Linked DNA regions of Sus scrofa: region 1 is linked to region 2. Evidence: chromatin contacts called from public Hi-C data. All regions are on one chromosome and are shown on one strand. Each heading gives the region's core, a stretch centred on a gene start, on an enhancer-like site or on the middle of the called end of the contact. The rest is flanking DNA. Distances are from core to core; before and after follow the strand shown.

What was found. A called contact is a pair of places that touch in the nucleus more often than the background predicts.
Region 1: a contact with region 2 is called in a Hi-C map of skeletal muscle, with 5 times the contacts expected there. The contact joins the promoter of GPATCH2L here to the promoter of IFT43 in region 2. A contact is called at or near these places in 1 of 5 promoter capture datasets (liver), 2 of 47 Hi-C or Micro-C datasets (liver and skeletal muscle) and 1 of 2 datasets of contacts at active chromatin or transcription factors (alveolar macrophages).

Annotation. Positions count from the first base shown.
Region 1 is chr7:99,323,986-99,327,229 of Sscrofa11.1, reverse strand. It overlaps GPATCH2L (G-patch domain containing 2 like), which reads right to left and starts at 1,648. Exons shown (of 10, transcript NM_001243404.1): 1 at 1,580-1,648.
Region 2 is chr7:99,153,980-99,157,330 of Sscrofa11.1, reverse strand. IFT43 (intraflagellar transport protein 43 homolog) reads right to left here and starts at 1,442. Exons shown (of 9, transcript XM_013978326.2): 1 at 1,083-1,442. It overlaps TGFB3 (transforming growth factor beta 3), which reads left to right and starts at 3,226. Exons shown (of 7, transcript NM_214198.1): 1 at 3,226-3,351.

The DNA of each region.
Region 1 (3,244 bases), core at 399-2,898, 170 kb before region 2:
GTGATCCAAGAATTTATAGTGACCCAGGCTTGTTCTCTGCATGGAAAAAAAAAAAAATCGGCACCCATTCTGGTCCCAACTACCACCCAGAAGCTACCAAGTAAAGAGCCTTATAGAGTACATGAATAATTAGAATCTTTTAAGTTCTCCTCATCCTTCAGAAAAATAAATTGAATGATCAACCAAATTCTGTGCTTAGGGCCAGATAATCACAGGATATAACTGAGGCTGAAATGACAAGTATGAGTGGAGTCTACAATGTCCAGCTAACAGCTTTCCAAAACTTCCTATTTTTCAACTTATTCTTGTCAAACCATCATACTTCAGGGATCACTTCACAGGCAAACCTTCCAGATCCTGAGAGGAGGAGGAGTGATTTTCAATATGCCCTCTTAAAAGGAAATGTCTAATATATTTCATACATCTAATTAAATACATTTTAAATTAGCTCTTTTTCCTTAGCCCTTAAGTCCAATGTATTTCAAGATCATAATTTGAGTTTAAAACTCTGTGGCACCACTCTCAGACCGTATTTACCTTTCAACGGTTTACATTTTGCAAAGGACTTCCTAAAAATCTATTTTCATGCCAACCAATTCAAAGGCAGAAGGAGCAATAAGGGCACCTAGCTCCAAAACCACCAACCAAACGAAACTTCTCAGTGTAAAAAGCCACACTCATAAAATGACCAAGTCTCTTTAAGCAATAAGTAGTTTAAATCTCCATGACTGGGGTTTGGCGAACAACTGTCCCTAAAACCAAGCTATATAAGTGGGGGCGCACTTATCTAAATCTATTTCCCTGAAAAGAACTACTGCTTTAAAAACCACAGGCAGAAGTGTACAAACTTCAACTTGGAACTAAGTTACCGAACAACTTGCCAATCAAATGCCTGTGCAGGAGAATGCTTGCCTCAAAGGCTGCAATTAGAGCAGTAACAGAAGAACCCTGGAACTCCCAGCCCTCCCTGGATGCACAGTCCGATAAGACCCCCGAGACAGGCAAGCAGAAAAGGCTGTTTTCTCCGCCGCAAAGGAAGGATCTCGAAACTAGTAGAAGTAAAATGAGAGGCCGGGCCAGGGTCGGAGAGGGAGACGGGATTGGGGGAGGGAGCGTAGGAGGCAACTTCTCTTTTGGACTGACCCGGGTCAGGGGGTCAGCCCTTCTAGGGCAGAAACTGACAAAATGCAAATCCTGACGACTAGGGTCCCTCGGGGCTCAGGGGTCGCAACATGGCCACGTACGTGAGAAAAAGCGTGTTTCGAAGGACTACCCCCCACGCCCTGGCCCGCTCCCAAGGACGAGGGGGACTGCAGCTCGGGGCAACAAACCCTTTCGCTGTCGCCAGCCCCAAAGGGCCAGAAAGCAAAGAAGAGAGAAGGTGACTGTCGCCCCGGAGATGGCCCGACCTTCATCTCCCGAGATGGGCCCTGAAAAACAAGGCTCCGTCACCCTCGCCCCTCCCGCCGGCCTCCGCGGCTCCGCGGCGCCTCTGGACACTCAGCAGCGGCCCTGAGCCGGGATCCTCGCTGGCCCCGGCCTCCTGGGCCCCGACCCCCACACCTCCCCTCCCCCTCACCGGTTGCCGCAGCCACCTCCAACGGCCGCCGCTTTTGGGGCCGAGTCTCCCCGCCGGGGCTTCCCTCTCTGACCTCATTTCCGGTCTGGGCCGGAGGGGTGGGACGGGGGTAGAATGGGAGGGGCTGTCTGCGCGAGAGGGCCCGCCCCTGTCGAGCGTTTCCTGCCCGCGGCCGCGCCCACTTCCGCCCCACGAGGGTGGGGGTGGGGCAAGGAACCCGGAAGAAAGGCAAGGCGCAAGGAGGGGAGGCGGTCAGGGGGCAGGCAATTCATGGGGTGCCTATGGGGTGGAGGTGACGGTCTTGGGGAAGGGCCTACCCTGGCAGGCTTCATCTACCTTGAGGGCGTCAGGAAATTGGACGCTGGAGAGAGGTATCGGCCTCGCCCTTGCTCGCCTATCTACTTTATAAAAGGTGCCTGAAGTTAGGGAACCCTTCGGGTTGTATCCCCTTTGGCGGGGTAGCGTTATAGTGAGTTACTCAGACTACTAAAAACACACTTGCCTTGAGTAACAAAGCGAGTAAAATAGTCTTGGATTATAACTTGAAATATAAAAGTAATATCCATAGGCCAAACTGATATGTCAATTATTGATACAAATAAATTTATAAATGGGTAAGAAGAGATAAATATCTGGTGCAGAATTCCGAGAAATTTATATAGATACTCCTCCAGGCATGCATAATTCACGATTCTAAATGTGGACTCTGCAATGACTTCCTTCCGATGAGTACAATATGGAAAGGGGAGAGGGGAGTAACTTTATAGTGGAGAAACTAGATAAGCACTACTTCAGCTGGGTGATCAAGGTTCACATAAACAGTGATAAAACATGTCGATAGTATGTGGACTAGATCCCATATGAAGGAGAATGGCATTTTATCTCTACCGTACTTTCCTTCCACAGGTCACAACCCCAATCAAATCATAAAGGGAGAAATGGACAACTCCCAAGTAAGGGACCGTCTACAAAATGTCTAACCAGCATTTCTCATAATTGTCAAAATTTTCAAAGATAAGGAAAGTCTCAGAAACTGTCACAGCCAAGAGGAGTCTAAAGAGACATGACAACTAAATGTAATGAGATATCCTGATGGGATAACTGGAATAGAAAAAGGACATTAATAAAAATAAAGAAATCTGGACTTTTGTTAATGTTATCTCAACATTGGATCATTGGAACTGTGACAAATGTGCTATACTAATGTGAGATGTTAATAATAGAGGAAACAGTGTGGAGTATACAGGAACTGCCTATAGTGCCTTCAAAATATTTCTGTAAACCAAAAATTATTCTGAAATAAAAAGTTTTATTTTTAAATATGCACATGCCATTTGACCCACAAATTCTACCTCTACAAATTTTATTCTTTTAAAAAAATGGAAATGAACACAAAAATGTTAAATACAGCTAAATTCATCTTTGTAGCATTCTGGAGGGAGGAGCAAGAATACTAGAATAAAGCCAGGAATCCTACCACGCGGGTTAGATACCTAAATTACAGTATAATTATGGGATGGAATACCTTGCAGCCTTTTAAAATTGATTGTGGAAGACTAATTACATGAAAAGGCGTTAGTTTCTGCTTGTGTAGATCTCTGTATGATGGCTGTACTTTAATAAGATTTAAAAATGTAGAGTATGACTCTACTCATACATAAAGGA
Region 2 (3,351 bases), core at 193-2,692:
TTTAGGACTGCACCTGAAGCATATGGAATTTCCCAGGCTAGGGGTTGAATTTGAGCTGTAGCTGCCAGCCTACACCACAGCCACAGCAACACGGGACCCAGGCTGCATCTGCAACCTACACCACAGCTCAGGGCAATGCCAGATCCCCGACCCACAGAACCAGGCCAGGATCGAACCTGCATCCTCATGGATACTAGTTGGATTCATTTTTACTGCACCCCAACGGGAACGCCTGAGACTCCATTTCTATCTTCTTCCACAGCTGCACCATCACCACCTTGGGGCCACTTTCCAAGCCTTCACTCCTACTTCTTCCCTGACTTCCTGAAAGCAAGAGGTGCTCACTGTGTGCAGAAAGAGGCCCTGGAGTAGTGTCTTCCAAACCTTGCACTGACTCACCTGCAAAGTTTGCTAAAAACAGATGTGAACTCTGATTTGCTAGAAGTGGAGCCCAGGCGGGTATAACTTCAACAATTTTCCCTCCTGTTTTGCAAGTATTTATTTAAAGGCCTCCACAAGGCCTTCTCAGATTTTAAACTGCAACATTTCCCCAACCTAGGCACTTCCTCTCCTCCTTCCCTGCTTTATTCTCCACCATGGCATGGACCTTTTACCATTATTACACTGCTTACACATTTATTTCATTTATTGCCTTCCCATTGCCCCACCTCCACCTCGAGAATATAAAGTCCATAAGGGAATGGCTTTGTTTCATTCACTGCTGCATCCACCGAGCCAGGAACAGGGCCTGGCATATAGTAGATATCAAAATATTTCTCAAATGAGAGCTGAATTCCAGAGGCAGTATAGCATAGAGTAGTTAAGTGCATAGATTAACTGGCCACAGATTTCCTGGGTCCACATCTCAGTGTTGACGCTCACTAACTATATGACCTAAAGTCATTCAAAATAATTTACTCTAGAAAAAAAAGTTGTTTTAATTTTTTAAAGTTTTATTGAAGTACAGTTGATTTACAATGCGATCATTTCTGCTGTAAAAAGCAAGTTACTTTAAGCTTTCTGCATCTAGGAATATTTCCCAAACCTGAAAGCCCTTGTTAAATATTACCACCACCACTCACCAGCGGTGTACGCTCGAAAATCGGTCCGTGCCTCCGTTTCCTCAGCTTAAATTGATCAGCCACTGCCCTGGGGAGGCTGAGAGCATCCCTTCAGTTAGCGGCCTAGGAACCAGGAGCAGAACAGGCCCTCGCAGGAAGGGTCAGGAAGGCTGGGGCGAGGCGGGATGGGGTGGCGGCGGGCAGCAGCACTGATTCCCAGGAAAGTGATCAATTCAGAGACATTCCTGAGTTGGCGGGGCGGGGGCAGGCGTTGTGGCTTGCCCTCCCTACGTTTTTGATGGGAAAAGACCTAGAAGCTTAGGCTGAGAAAAGGAACGAAAGTGGAGAGAAAACCTCCCCTCACCCATCTGGGAAATGGGCTCGGGCCAACTGCTGACTTTGCGCTCGCTGGCGCAGCTCCCCGCGGAACCCTCGGCGGGGAGGGAGGCCAGCAACATCTGGAGGACATTTCTGCGAGAGCCGCTGCAGAAGGGGCTCCGGGAAGGGAGAGGTGCACTTGTACGCACCTCGGGCCGGGAGGGAGCCTGTTCCCCAGGGCACCTGATCTTGTTTTCTGCACCCTCCTTCGCGGCCCCATCTCCCCAGGCCCCCAGCCTTACCCCCAAACCCTCCCGACCCCGGGGGAGCCCCCGTCACTGGCGGCCTCGCCTCGCCAGAGGGCACCCTCGATCTGCCGGAAAACGCCACCATTTTTCAATGCCCCTGGAGCGTCGCCAAGCTTCCGCGAGCCACCCGACTCCAATCTTGTCAATGAAGAATCGGGGCCAGCATCGCCGCGGAGCTGAACCCAACTCCAACCCCGCTCCCAGGCCGGGCGTCACCCCCACCGAGGGTGGGCACGGCCGCCCCTCCCACGCCCCGCGCCCCTCTCCCCCCGCCCCGTCCCTGCCTACGTCCCGCCAGGCCGGGGGGCGGCCGGGGACGCGGGGCCTGGGAGGGATCGAGAGACCGGCCGAGGAGGGGACGGACTGACAGCTGGCGAGAGGGCGAAGGAGTCGGGGGGGAGAAGGAGGGAGGGGATTCATCGGAGTAACTTTCCAGAAAAACAGTCAACGTGTAGCAGGAGTGACTCCAAGAGGGGAAAAAAAGTTCAGTTACCACGTCGATCGAGAGGACTCGCAAAGTATTTTTCAAACGGGCTCGGCTTTTCCTGTGCCTGTTTAAAACATTAAAATCGTGCAGCAAAAGAGGCTGCGTGAACTGGTCCCTCCCCCCCAATCCCCCACCTCCTTTGCCCCCCCCCCCGCCCCCGGGCCAGAAACGTCATGGGAGGGAGGTATAAAATTTCAGCAGAGAGAAATAGAGAAAGCAGTGTGTGTGCATGTGAGTGTGTGAGAGAGAGGGAGAGGGAGAGGGAAGCTAGAGGGAGAGAAAGGGAGGGAACCAGAAAGCCAAGTCCAAGGGAATGAGCAAGAGAGGAGGCGAGAGATAGGGGAAGAAGCATGAGAAAGAAGGAGTAACAGCTTTCCGGAGGAGGCATGCAGTGAACCAACCGGCTTCTGTTTTATTCTTCTTTTCCTTTTTATTTTTATTTTTTAAGAAGCAGGGACCAGAAGCAATGGCCGAGGGAGAAGACAAGCCGAGGTGCTGGTGACCTGGGCGTCCAAGTGGATTATTGGGGCTACTCTCCAGGGGCTGTCCCCTTGCATTCCAATTGCACATAAGCCCGCATCCCAGCCAATGAAGATGAGAGGCAGCATGAACAAAGTCATTTAGAAAGCCCCCGAGGAAGTGTAAACAAAAGAGAAAGCATGAATGGTGTGCCCGAGAGACAAGTGTGTCCTGCGCTGCCCCCACCTTTAGCTGGGCCAGCAGCAGCCTAGCCCTGCCTCTCCCCACCTACTCACTGGGATCCGACTTTTTAAAAAAAAAATTTTTTTTCTTTGCTTTTCCATCCTCTTTTCTTATTCTCCTTCAGGGCAACGCAAAGATTTTGATTTTTGGGACCCAGCCATGGTCCTTCTGCTCCCTCTTTAAAATACCCACTTTCTCCCCATCGCCAAGCGGCGTTTGGCAATATCAGATATCCGCTCTATTTATTTTTACCTAAGGAAAAACTCCAGCTCCCTTCCCACTCCCAGCTGCCTTGCCACCCCTCCCAGCCCTCTGCTTGCCCTCCACCTGGCCTGCTGGGAGTCAGAGCCCAGCAGAACCTGTTTAGACACATGGAGAAGAAACCCAGAGCTTCAAGGCACACAGTCGGCTTCTTCGTGCTCAGGGTTGCCAGCGCTTCCTGGAAGTCCTGAAGCTCTCGCAGTGCAGTGAGTTC